Linked DNA regions of Zea mays: all the other regions are linked to region 2. The links are chromatin contacts, called in public Hi-C maps. All regions are on one chromosome and are shown on one strand. The core of a region is the stretch at or near the end of the contact, and the rest is flanking DNA. Distances in the headings are between cores, read along the strand shown. Region 1 holds the start of LOC100274870. Region 2 holds the start of LOC100274745. Region 3 holds the start of LOC100192920.

Region 1 (3,918 bases), core at 386-2,885, 620 kb before region 2:
CTCCCCACCCACCCTGGAATTCTTCGGCCGCCTACCACTCACCACCGGGCCGAGGGGGCGTGCAGGGAGGGGATGGCTTTGCGGACAGCAACGGCAGCACTGGCATTATGCTGAATTGGTGACAGCGACGGGCATTAGACAAGAAGCGAGTGGTTCGGTAATCGCAGGAGAAAGGTATCTCTTAACTGGGAAGCCTGTCGAGCAATAGGCTGGAGCTTACAAGGTAGGTATAATCTCTCGCTCCCGTCCCCAGCTCATGTGTCACTAGTGTCGTGCTCGCGGCTTGCGCGAGTCGTGATCGCTTTATACAGTTTAAATACATTAATTTTCTTGCAATACATTGAACAATCTAATTTATCATAATCATCTTACTTAAGAAAAACAATTTCTTTGTATGTATCAAGGTCAACGCCTTCAATTTGACTTAGGAGATGAAGGTTATTACCTACATATAAGAAGATTAAAAAAACAATTCCAATTTGCATGACTTAAGAAATACATTTGAGTAGATTATCCAGATGACGCTGAGTTACCGGATCACGCAATTCCAATATTGCTTTCAGTATCATATAGGATGGCGAACCTGAGAATGGATTTAATCACAGTCTCATTCACGTGGCATGGTAAAGAATTAAGGAACAAAGGCAGATTCTAACTTATGTTTCAAGCCTGCGACATACCAGATGCTACATTCGGACCTAGAGTTTATTCATTTCTATGAAATTCTGATGAACAAATTCAACTGCGTCATTAATAGTTTCTGCAACCCTGCATCATTAAAATAGCAAAATATGATGGGACATATGGCTTTATTAATACTTCAATGGGATAGATGAAGTCATAAATTATAGGTTTATATTGTGTGATGCCTGTTCACATATGCCTTGAACTATATTAACAATAATCAAACTGTACAGAGAGTATTAGTAAGCAATCTTATGTGATATTCTATACAACGATCTTGGTTGAGAAACACTCTAGCCTATTAGTAAGCAAATTTGATTCTCTCGGTTTGGTAGTCTGATGCTGGCTATGATATTGTGTGCAGTGTATTATTTTCTATTAACATTAGTATTTGCAGTTCGACAGTTCCTATATTTACTTTTGTGATAATTAATGATAGTGTTCATTGATGCTAGGTTGAGTGTACAGGACATTTGAAGAGGCACCACATGAAGTGTCAAAGTTACTGATACTGTATTCCAATTTGACGCATTCCATGGTGCCATTTTTATGTCTGTTTCTGGCTTGAACTCTATGTAGTTACATGCATGTCTCTACTTTGATAACCTGGAAGACTATTACGAACAATTATAATTATGTATCAGTACTAAATTTATCAGTGGTACTAAGTTTCGGTTTGAGAAAACATTATTTATGACTTCTCTGTTTTTTCTGATTGTGAATATTTGTACCTGTGTTTTCTAGAGTGCAGCTGACACTCTTTCCTCGGCAATATCTTGACTCCTAAAGGGGTATGGATGGCACAACAAAGCAAAGTACAATTGGCAGTCAGAGAAGCGGAGTTGAATGCGTACCCGAGGTAGCGGAGGAGGATCACTGGGAGCCTCGTGAGGAGGAAGGCCTCGGCGGTGGCCCGGTCGACTTCACCGCGGAAGGACCCGCTGCACTGCGCAAACCGCCCGCACGCGGCCCAGTGCCGCATTCCCGCGTCGGGTAGGAGCGGCACATCCTTTGCCGAGGGCGATGCAGCAACGGCTTCCGGGGACGGCGGCAGGGCTTGCTTATCTGGGAGGTCTGCTCAGCGAGCTGACGGGCGAAGGAGGGCATGGTGGATAGCGCTGAAAACTGACATGGAGACGGTGGGGCGACGGCGGCCCACGGGGGGAGCGGTCGGAACTGCTACGCCCAAGCGCCGGTTAGTCGGGGGTCGATGGGGCTCGAGCTTCACGGAAGCGATGAATGGAGAGGTGGGACCGTGGGAGGTCTACGTAGCTCCTGGAAGCGTCCAGACACGGAGAGCGCCACGGAGAGGGCGGAAGGATTCGAGGACCGTTGTTGCTCGATCCGACGGCTGAAAAATATATAGTGACGTGGATGGTCTGGTTGTTCTTCCTTGCTCCCACGGTTAATATATAGAATATGTAGAGCCGGACGAAATAGTCTGTCTCATGGCTCGCTCGTTTCCAGACCGTCTCCGCTTGGGTCGGCTCGGCTCGATCGGTTCATTTATGGCCTGTTTGGTTGTCTGGATGGGTGGGCCTGGCTCGTATCTAGGGAACCTGGCTCTTGATAGTCTGGCCGAGAGCATGCAATATCCCTATGTTTGGTTGCCTGTATGAGCTTAGCATGGCCTATGCGAGATGATGTTTGGTTGCTTGCATAAATGCTTGATGCATGAGCTTAAAAGCTATAAAGTTTTATTATATTTTCATGTGATCATGTTGCAATAGTCATAATATGTCATACAAAGCCTTAATCCACTTTTAAATAAATTAAAATTATTTAATAGACACTAATTATACGTTAATCTGTCATTAGGAAAGACTAATGGTTGCACCGGCAGAGCCTGACTCTGGAGAAATGGCCAATTCCTACGTATCTCGGGAGCCAGGCCCAAGAGGAATCTTTGCATCCCACGAGCCAGGCTGAAGAGGCTGATCAGGCAACCAAACAGAAGAAAGTTGTATCTCTTGAGTCTGGCCAAACCATATGCAGGCAACCAAACACACCCTTAATTTTTTATGAGTTGAGCTGACATTCTAGTTTGATTTGTTAACGAGCCAGCTAGCGACTTCAACAAATTATAATATTTCATTAAAATGAATTTATATGGATATTATTTACGTATAAATTTGTGAATATGTTATATGTATATATAGCGTTTATGGTCTATGTGTTAAATTGATGATTAATAAACTATGTCTATATGTTAAATTGGTATGTTCGACTATGAATATAGGTTAAACTAATGAACATGTGTAAAAATTATGAATTTATGATGAACTAATGCGTGATGACTCGTGTTGATATGATGATATTGCTGTGGTATGTTAAACTATTTTCTGTTGTTAAATTGGTTTAAAGCTAACTAGAAATTAATTATGATATATATATATTCTTTAGCTCGCGAGCTAAACAAGCCACCTCGAGCTAACTCTGTGGCTCGTTAGCTTAATGAGTCGAGTCGAGCCAGCTCAAACTCGGTCGAGCCAAATCGAGCCGACTCGATATCCAGCCCGAGTCTGCTAGTCATATGCATCCCTTCTATTGCCACTTCACGTATAGTGTAACATCCTAATTTTCGAACCAACAAAATTCATCAGGACCTAGTTTAATTAGGTAAAATTTTAGTAGTTTTGAATCACAAATTATAGTTTTAAGTATTTTCTTTTATAAATCAATTAAAATGAATTGTAAAGTTAAATAAAAAGGTCCTTATGTGAGTGAAACCATTCATTTGTTGAATAATATATTTAGAACAGTCTCTAAAAAATGAAAACTAGAATTTGATTTCGAAATAACATAGAAAGATTCTCCCTTCTTTAAATTAGGTAAATGTTCATATATGAATTATGTGTTTAGAATCATTTATCTAAATGAATAGAATGATAAATAATTAAATAAAATTAACCTTGCATCTCATGCTGGAGTTTTATTTGCTCCAGCATTTCAAATTGTGTGTGCAAATTTCAAACCAAATTAGAAATATGAACTTGGAAGATGAAAAAGAAAGAAAATAGAAAGCTAGAAAAAGACCAACTCTTACTTGGGCTGAAACCTCAATTTCAACCCATTTTCACATTGCCGCCACCAGCCCATTTCAGACCACCTCGGCACTTGACAAGTGGGGCTAGGATGATAGCCCCTCACATCGCGCCTGTGACAGCTTGGTCACTGACGTGTGAGACCCACAACGCGTCTCACCTAAGCTACACACGCACTCACCGTGCAGTT
Region 2 (4,428 bases), core at 1,364-3,863:
GGACTTTACGGGGCCACAAACGAGCTGCTGTGCATAGCTTCAGGTGCTTAAAAATGGTCTTTTAATCTCTAGAAAATCTACGAAACTTGGTCCAGGCACTTTTCTACCGTATAAAGTACCGGTTTATCATACGTCAGCCCACGTTTAAATAATTAAAAAGTTAAAATTATGCATATATGAGAATTAAACAATAGTAGTTGGCTTCACACTCACATTCGTACTCATCTAGTCAATATTATATATATATATATATGTGTTTTATACTCTATACTTAAACATAATAAAACGTAGCAACGTACATACACTTTGCCAGTGGAATCTGCTTTGCAGTTGTTTTTATACAATCACACGTAACGGGCCAGCAAAATGAAACTCGTTGAAAAAAATTAGAGCTTTATCAGGAGAATAAACATGTGCCTCTATTCTGAGATTGACTTGGTTGGTTCCACACATTGGACCTAAAACGCAGAAAAAACAGCGAACCTGCTCTCCCTAAACCCATATTACAAGAAAAGAAATGCATATGCATTGGGAAACATAACGAGAAGGCCAAACAGAAACACAACACAAAAAAGATCTATAAAGGTTAGTTTGTCGTGCGTAGAACACAATTTTTCAATTGTACACATATTTAAGGTATCTATACAATTGTAGTTGTTTGTAGTGCCCTCATTAGTGAAATAGATCCTTCTAAATATATGTTTCTCAACGACTATGGCTCTGATTTTGAAAATGCAAGGAGCCACAAACATGAATAATAACCATGGATCACTGATCACTCTGAACTAAGAGAATGTAAGGTTCTCGCTAAAGAAAAACATAATATACCTTGTTTAGAGCTATAGCATCAGGTCATTCATCTCCTTTAAGCTGTTTGTTACAAAATTCTGGTCCTTCTATTACTATACCATTGTCAGTCAATATTCCAAACTCTTTGTCTATAAACATGTTGACTATGAAAGTCTACCATCTAGATATGAACAAATCTGTCTCACTCTCTTATTTCTTTGGGATTTCTTTTGTTACTAGCCGCATGGTACTCTTCTAGGTTAGAACGATGACCATACAGGTGTCCATCCATCGAGTCATCCATGAACACGAAGCGACCTTCAAATAGAGCATATGAATCCAAGTCCAAGCTCAAGTCTGAATTAGGGTCAGAGTTAGAGTCCGATTCAAACTCGAGTCCAAGTCCAAGTTAAGGTCGAAGTTGAGCCCGAGTCTAAGTCATTGTCTGATGATCAGACCTACCAGAATTCACTAGGATGGAGATTTAATCTTCAAACTCTTGACCAAAGGATGCCAAAATCATCGGAAGGTCTAGGATGGCCCTAAAATTTTTGAGTGAGTCGGCGATGAATCTCACGATACTGAAGATGAATTCTGCTCCCGATGCAAAACTCATGGTTGTCATCAACTCTCTATTGGTAAGCATGACTTCCCTTACTTAGCACGCTAACTATCAAAGATTGTTCGATAGCAATTATATAGGGTAAGTCACGTGACCGAAAGCGAGACACACATATTTATACAAGTTTGGGCTCTCGATGTGAGATAATACTCTATGTCCTATTTGTATTTGGTATCTATTGCTATGCAATTTGATGTGATCTCCCCCAAGGAGCTCCCCTATCCCTCCCTTTATATACCAAGGGGCAGTGGACTACAGGATAGACACCGTGTCGATTACCTATTTGGAATCGTGATCGATTCGGTACTGAGTCATATGTGAGTTGAACTCTATCTTTACATGTGCATTATTCCTTATATGATAGTATCTTGCTATATCTTTTAGGATCTCGATTATATCTCCTTATTCCAATAAGATCTTTGTCATGTTTATGCTTGCGAAAAGCTTCTGACAGTAGGCCTCTTGATCTCGATTGCTGAGTCTCTAGACTGTAGGCTATCGATCGTGCCCATAGACCCATTTGTAACAGTCTTCATCTTACAACTTCATCTAGATATTCACGATAAATATTATTTACGTTAAATATTTTAGTACTAAAGGAGTTAGACTATATAGTCACTAAGTCACTATTGAATGATAATTCATACTTACTAGAGCCTAAGTGTACTTGATATTTTTGTTGTATTTTTGAGATATTAATTAGCACTAAATTTACAGATATTGACTAATTACTCTATTATCTGTGTATATATACATCGATCTTCATAAGGCAAATTGATCCGTTCTAAAAGTAGCTCTTAGCTTCTCCAATGAGCTGAACTTCTGAGGTTTTGAAACTGAAAACTGACATTTCGAGTCGGTTCATTTTTGGTTTTTACAGCGCAAGAGCAGCCGTCTGGGGACAAACGCAGTTCCTGCGCGCATGCAGGCCACTACACTAGTTTGTTTACCCCGGGGCCCGGGCGCAGAAAAGGGTGAAGAAGAAACAGCCGTGACATTATCGAGGTGGCATGGTTAGATTTGGTATATCCAATCAGATCACAGGAAGCAGTCAGATCTCATCTAAAAAAACCCAAAACAAAAACAACGAAAAACCAGGTGAGTCTGTTGCTTCCGGCTTCCCACTCTCTCTCTCTCTCTCCCCGTCGCCCGCAATATATTCGCCGCAGCCCACACCTTCCGCCACATTTCCGTCCCCCATCCCCTCCGCACCGCAGCTGTCTCTTCCTCTCCTGGTCTTCGTCCTGCCACTCCTCCACCTCAACTTGCTCTGCTCTTCTCGGATTACGGCTCGGGGTTGGTCATTGGCGGACAGGTGAGCGTGCGAATCGTCCCTCTCCTCCCTCGGTCCGCGTTCTGTAGATGCGTATGTAGTTGTACACGCAACTGCAATTGCAATCTGAGTCGACGTGCGCGGTATGCTGATTCTTGATTCGTGTTCTGTTATGCTGCGGTAGGGCGTTTCAAGAAAGGGCGGCGGCGCTTTTCCTGACGCAAGTTGCCCCGGTGTCCTGGCTTGCTGCGCGCTTGGGGGTTGGGCTCAGGAATGGGGGGAGAGCAGGCGCTGCGTCGACTGGTCCTGTTCCCATCTCTCTGAAACTTAGATGGATGCATCTGTACGTCTCTGTGCCTCTGGTTGCTTTTGCCTCTCTGACCATTCTTCTCACGCGTGTTCCGTTCTCTTGTGTTGTGCTGCTGCGTAGGTGAACGCCAAGAAGAAGGTTAGTTTCTGTGGGAACACCGGCCACAGCCGCTGCGGTGAAGTTCATTTAGCTGCGGTGTGCTCCGGTCGTATGCGAAGCAACCCCTTCTCACTTCAGGTTATTGTGTTCTCTGTCCGCCTACCTGTCTTGCTCAAGAGTACAACACTCTACGCTCTGACTCTAAACGATGCCGTTCTTGATTGGGAGGCTACCAGTTTCCTTCTTTTCTTTAGTTGTAGTTGGATCTTGTCGAACTCTCTACTCAGTCATATTGAAATAGGGGTTGGGATGAGGAACGCTGCTGGAGATAGATTTAGCCCCAAGTACTACTGAGTTTAGAACCGGTTTATCCAATTTTGATAAGAACTAAGAGGGTAGGTTTCTACTACACTCGTTCTCGAATATTTGTCGTCCATTAGTTCATTTTTTAATTAAAACGTGACAAATAAAAAAGAACGGAGGGAATACAATTCAAGGTGGAGGCTGTGCCTGATGGCGTTTGATTCCTCGTATAAAAGTTTGTGGTGTGGGAACAGATGAATATTACAACCTGCACAAGTCAAACTTGAGTTTTCTTATTTTATCAATGCAAACAGTGTTGGCACCTAATATGTAATTTTTGCGCTCTTAAATCTTGGTGGAAAAATAATCAAACGAACCTCCTTCCTCTGTCCTAGAAAGAATGGCGTTCTAGTTTTCTTATCAATCGATTCATCTCAATTTTAGCAAAATTTATATAAAATATATTAATATTTATGATGCCAAATTATTAACACTAGATACATCATGGAATATATTCTCATATTTTATCTTTGAAGTAATAAATGGTGATACTATTTTCCGTAAACTTAGTCAACTTTGGGAGAGTTTGACTGGTTCAGACCTAAAATTGCATTCTTTTAGGGATGGAGGTAGTACCATATTAGCAGGAAGGAATACTTGGTTATTTAGATGACAGGAGTCTAAGTTCTGGCCTCTACACTGGCTAGGGATGCACAAGAGTACTAAATTCACAAGTATCTAAATAGATGAACACCCGGATTTGAACCCTCTGAATTGTCATATATATTTATATTGAAAAATTTATTCATGTGTTCGAAATCTGTGGATTCTGTTGGGTTTGAACTCTGGTCTACCCCAACTTGTTTGGGACTAAAAAGGCTTTGTTGTTGTTGTTGTGTTTATATTAAAATAAAGAATCAATTGTACTGCAATCACAACAATACTATGACCAGAACTAGAGAAGCATCCCTCTGCGTTGTTAAGATGCCATCCTTTGCAATTTTTGTGTACAGATCTACAGATTTAGTAGGA
Region 3 (4,237 bases), core at 275-2,774, 580 kb after region 2:
CTTGTAACCGAGGCAAGAGACACCAATTGTGTGGTGGTCCTTGCGGGGAAGTTTTGTTCCTGGTTGATTTGAGAAGAGAAAGCTCACTCGGTCCGAGGGACCGTTTGAGAGAGGGAAATGGTTGAAAAAGACCCGGTCTTTGTGACCACCTCAACGGGGAGTAGGTTTGCAAGAACCGAACCTCGGTAAAACAAATCCGCGTGTCACACTCTTTATTCGCTTGAGATTTGTTTTGCACCCTCTCTCGCGGACTCGATTATATTTCTAACGCTAATCCGGCTTGTAGTTGTGATTAATTTTGTAAATTTCAGTTTCACCCTATTCACCCCCTCTAGGCGACTTTCAGAAAGGTTCCCCGCTCACTACTTCATATCTAAAAAGAGTCAGATCTTTTGGTAGCAGTTCAGTGGTTTATATGTATCTCTTTTACCACCCTAATAAACAAGGTCCCACTTCCTTAATACAATTAGAAAATACACTTTTTCTGCCATACAAGACACCTATGTCACATACGCTACCACCCTCCTATATAGTTGTTGGACATATATGTGAGTAATTTTCTAAGTCACCCGAGTCAATAGAAGGAAAATCAACTCTAGATATTTATAGCTACTTTTAATTAAAAACATCTTTGAGTTTGCGCTTATTTGACCAACCTTTTGACCTTTCTAAAGTAAAAGCTAGTGGTGGCCAAACGGGCGGCCCGGTCCGGATCAACACGACCCGTTAGGCCCGACTAGCTAATCGAGTCGTACTGGGTCGATATTAGTGCCGTAGTTGCGGTCCAGGCACGACACTGCAAACTGTTAACCATGACGAGTTAACATTTAGCATGTCGGCCCATTATAACAGAATGTGAATAAATTGCGAAAATAACCAAAAAAAGGAGTGAAGAGGACTTAAACCATGGTCAGCTTGAGAAAGAAGCAGAGCTGCACTCTTCTGACCGGTGCAACCCAAGTTTATTTGTGGTATATGGAGGATTGGTATTGTGTGTGTATATCAATGATTTAAAAATAAAAATATAATCGTGTAGAAATCAGACCTACAATGTGAACCGAGGAAAAGGTCTAAATATGATATGGTTCTTAGGGCATGTATAGTGGAAAGACATTAAAACGATTCTCCAAGTAAAAGAGGCAACTAAGAGACTCTATTGTATAATGTAGTGTCTATAAATATAGTCTGTTAATAAATACAGAATTAAATGCATTTATACAACATCAGATCGATAGAACATACGACATATTCGTACAGTGAGGAGTGAGGCGTCTGTTACTATTTGGTTTACGAGCCAGATCATCTCTTCACGGAAAGACGACTCTAAGATTTTTTTTATAAATACATATTAAAACATCTTAAGAGCCTCCACATTAAACACCAATGTACATGCCCTTATGTGAAATCGACACGAGCCTGTTTTACGTCATGTCACGCCGGTCATTATTAAATACGCCGGTCATTATTAAATAGATTGTTTCTACTGGATACGGCCCATCTGGCCATCCGGTTAGCAAGACCAACAAATGCACACTGATACGTTCCCTTCGAACCCACCTCCCATGGCCACCGTCGACTGCCCCCTGCCCTCTCCCGCGGACCTCGACGACAACGGATTCCCGGCTCTACCCTCCTCCCCCGCTGCCTGTAGCAGCGGCTTCGCGGAGGACTTCTACCGCAGCGGCACCGACTGGTCCTCCTTACGCGCCCCTCCGCCGCTGGGGCCGCCCAGAAGGGCACCCGGTGTGAAGGAGAGAGGAGGCGGCTCGGCCGTGCAGAGCAGCCTCTTCCAGGCGTGGGGGATCGAGAAGCCGCGGCGGGACGGGCGTGGGGCTGGGGATTCATCGCTTGTGCAGAGGAGCCTCTTCCAGGCATGGGGGATCGAGAGACCGCAGAGGGAGGGTCTCGGGGCTGGAGATTCCTCCCCCTCCTCCTCCCTTTCCGGTTCTTTGTTGGCAAGGAAGCGGAGGCGAGGAAGCACCGAGGAGGAGCGGGTGGCGGCCAAGAAGCCCCTCGCGTGCCCCTTCTACAAGAAGATTCCTGGTAAAGGCTACTGCGTTTCATGCTTTGATAGTTTGTTATAATAATTTAGGGGGTCTTTGAATGCACTAGACCCTCTTAGATATATGGCTGGTGGAGCTACTGCCTACTGAGCCACTGAGGAATGAGTTTGTTATACGTTGAATTGCTGTTGCCATCAATTTTCTAATTTGCCAATTTCGCTCATGCTGTCATGCACCTGCAAACCTAGGCACACCATTCACGGTGGATGCATTTCGGTATGGACAAGTTGAGGGGTGCTCGGCCTATTTCCTTAGCCACTTTCATCATGACCATTACGGTGGATTAACCAAGAAATGGTGCCATGGCCCCATCTATTGTTCTGCACTCACTGCACGCCTAGTGAAGATGTGCTTGTCAGTAAATTCCGAGTAAGGCTCCCTTCTCTCTCCCCCCCCACCCCCCCACCCCCCTGTGAATTCTTTCATGGTGATTTCTCGTGCACCAGCAACATGTATTCAAATCAATGAATGCAGCTATATCTGTCCTTTGGAGCTTGATACCGAGTATGTCATAGAGGGAGTGACAGTTACCTTGCTGGAGGCCAACCATTGCCCTGGTGCAGCTCTAATCCACTTCCGACTAAGTGATGGAAAGACCTGTCTCCACACTGGGGATTTTAGAGCATCAAAAACTATGCAATCGCATCCACTTCTCCAGAGAGGCCGAGTAAATTTGGTTTACCTGGACACAACATATTGCAATCCCAAGTACAAGTAGGTATACGACCCTCAAGTTTTAGGAATTTTCTCTTTCATCTGTACTTTGCTGAGCATGGCAAACTATAGGTTCCCACCCCAGGAGGATGTTATTGATTTTGTTGTGAGAACCACTCGAAGATATCTAAAGAAACAACCAAAAACCCTCATTGTTGTTGGGGCATATAGCATTGGGAAAGAGAATGTGTATCTAGCAATTTCCCAAGCTTTAGAGGTACTTTACATTTGAGCTTCACTATTGATTTTGCAACATGCAGACATTCTTATTCTCTGTTTAATATATTCATGAAAGGCCCATATATACACTGATGCATCGAGAAGGCGGATTCTCTACTCATTTGGCTGGCCAGATTTGTCCAAAAGGCTATGTTCATGCAATCAAAGTTCATCACTTCATGTTCTGCCCCTTGGATCTATAAATCATGAGGTTTGGAAATGAATCTCAAATGAATTATACTAATTCAGCAAGTGAAGCTCTCTAACTACAATGTAATATTTGCCAGAACTTGAAGAAGTACTTGGAGACTCTTAATGGAAGATTCCTAGCTGTGCTGGCTTTTCGGCCTACAGGTGAACGAAGTTTGGGAGATAAATTTTTGTACTTATGGAATATGGATTCACATGGATCTCAAGATTATCTCTATTGTTTTATCAGGTTGGACTTTCTCTGAGGCAACTGGAAAGCATCTTGACCTAATAAAACCAAGCTCTAATGCCAATGTAACAATCTATGGTAGGATTTGTTGGTTATACTGATAATGCTTTTCCTCTCATTTATTGCTAATGAATGGTCAATAAGAACCCAAACTATTCCGAACAAGATTTTTTTAGTATAAACAGTCTGGACTTATCCTTTGTCAAATATAGACTGAGTTTATTGATCTCCTGAATTTAAAACTCAGCTGTGGAGGGAAAGATCGGTCTCCCGGTATTATATTAAGAAGAGACCAAAATATGGTCCCGGCCGAGAAAATTCCCGAACCTTGGCCCCTCATCATTAGCGGGCCGTCACCGCCCACTCTGCAACGGCCCAACCGGAGGGTGACGCGCAAGACGTAACCCAGAAGCGGACGGAGCACAACGAGGGAATTTTTTAACCAAGCCCGAAATTTGCCCCCGAGGGGGATCGAACCCGAGACCTGGAGGTGCTACTCGGAAGCCTTAACCATTACGCTAGATGTCCTTTCACTATTGATCTCCTGAATTCAAATGGTTGATTTATCAGAAGATCTAGAACTTACTTTTGCTAAGTGCTATCTACATAATAGTATTATTTTTACCAATATGAAATATCTGATCTTCCATACCGAACAGAGATAGATATTTTTACCGATATTAAATAGAGCCCTGCTCGCTGGTGAAGAACTGTGGATTTGGGGTTTGGCCGGGGCCAGCGATATTTTTTATCTCCTTGACCACGGTAGATGATTGGAGGGATGGCCGTTTCATTAATGTTT

The links. Hi-C and Micro-C count contacts between places; a contact is called where the count stands out from the background.
Region 1: a Hi-C map of leaf shows a contact between it and region 2, with 2.8 times the contacts expected there. The contact joins the promoter of LOC100274870 here to the promoter of LOC100274745 in region 2. A contact is called at or near these places in 3 of 25 Hi-C or Micro-C datasets (bundle sheath, ear and leaf).
Region 3: a contact with region 2 is called in a Hi-C map of endosperm, with 2.3 times the contacts expected there. The contact joins the promoter of LOC100192920 here to the promoter of LOC100274745 in region 2. A contact is called at or near these places in 3 of 25 Hi-C or Micro-C datasets (bundle sheath, ear and endosperm).

Annotation. Positions count from the first base shown.
Region 1 is chr10:116,198,526-116,202,443 of Zm-B73-REFERENCE-NAM-5.0, reverse strand. LOC100274870 reads right to left here and starts at 1,635. Exons shown (of 2, transcript NM_001365937.1): 1 at 1,539-1,635; 2 at 1-110.
Region 2 is chr10:115,578,809-115,583,236 of Zm-B73-REFERENCE-NAM-5.0, reverse strand. LOC100274745 reads left to right here and starts at 2,613. Exons shown (of 6, transcript NM_001347910.1): 1 at 2,613-2,726; 2 at 2,869-3,027; 3 at 3,115-3,231.
Region 3 is chr10:114,996,844-115,001,080 of Zm-B73-REFERENCE-NAM-5.0, reverse strand. LOC100192920 reads left to right here and starts at 1,524. Exons shown (of 9, transcript NM_001358495.1): 1 at 1,524-2,043; 2 at 2,252-2,432; 3 at 2,538-2,777; 4 at 2,850-2,994; 5 at 3,073-3,207; 6 at 3,284-3,350; 7 at 3,436-3,513. The coding sequence starts at 1,527.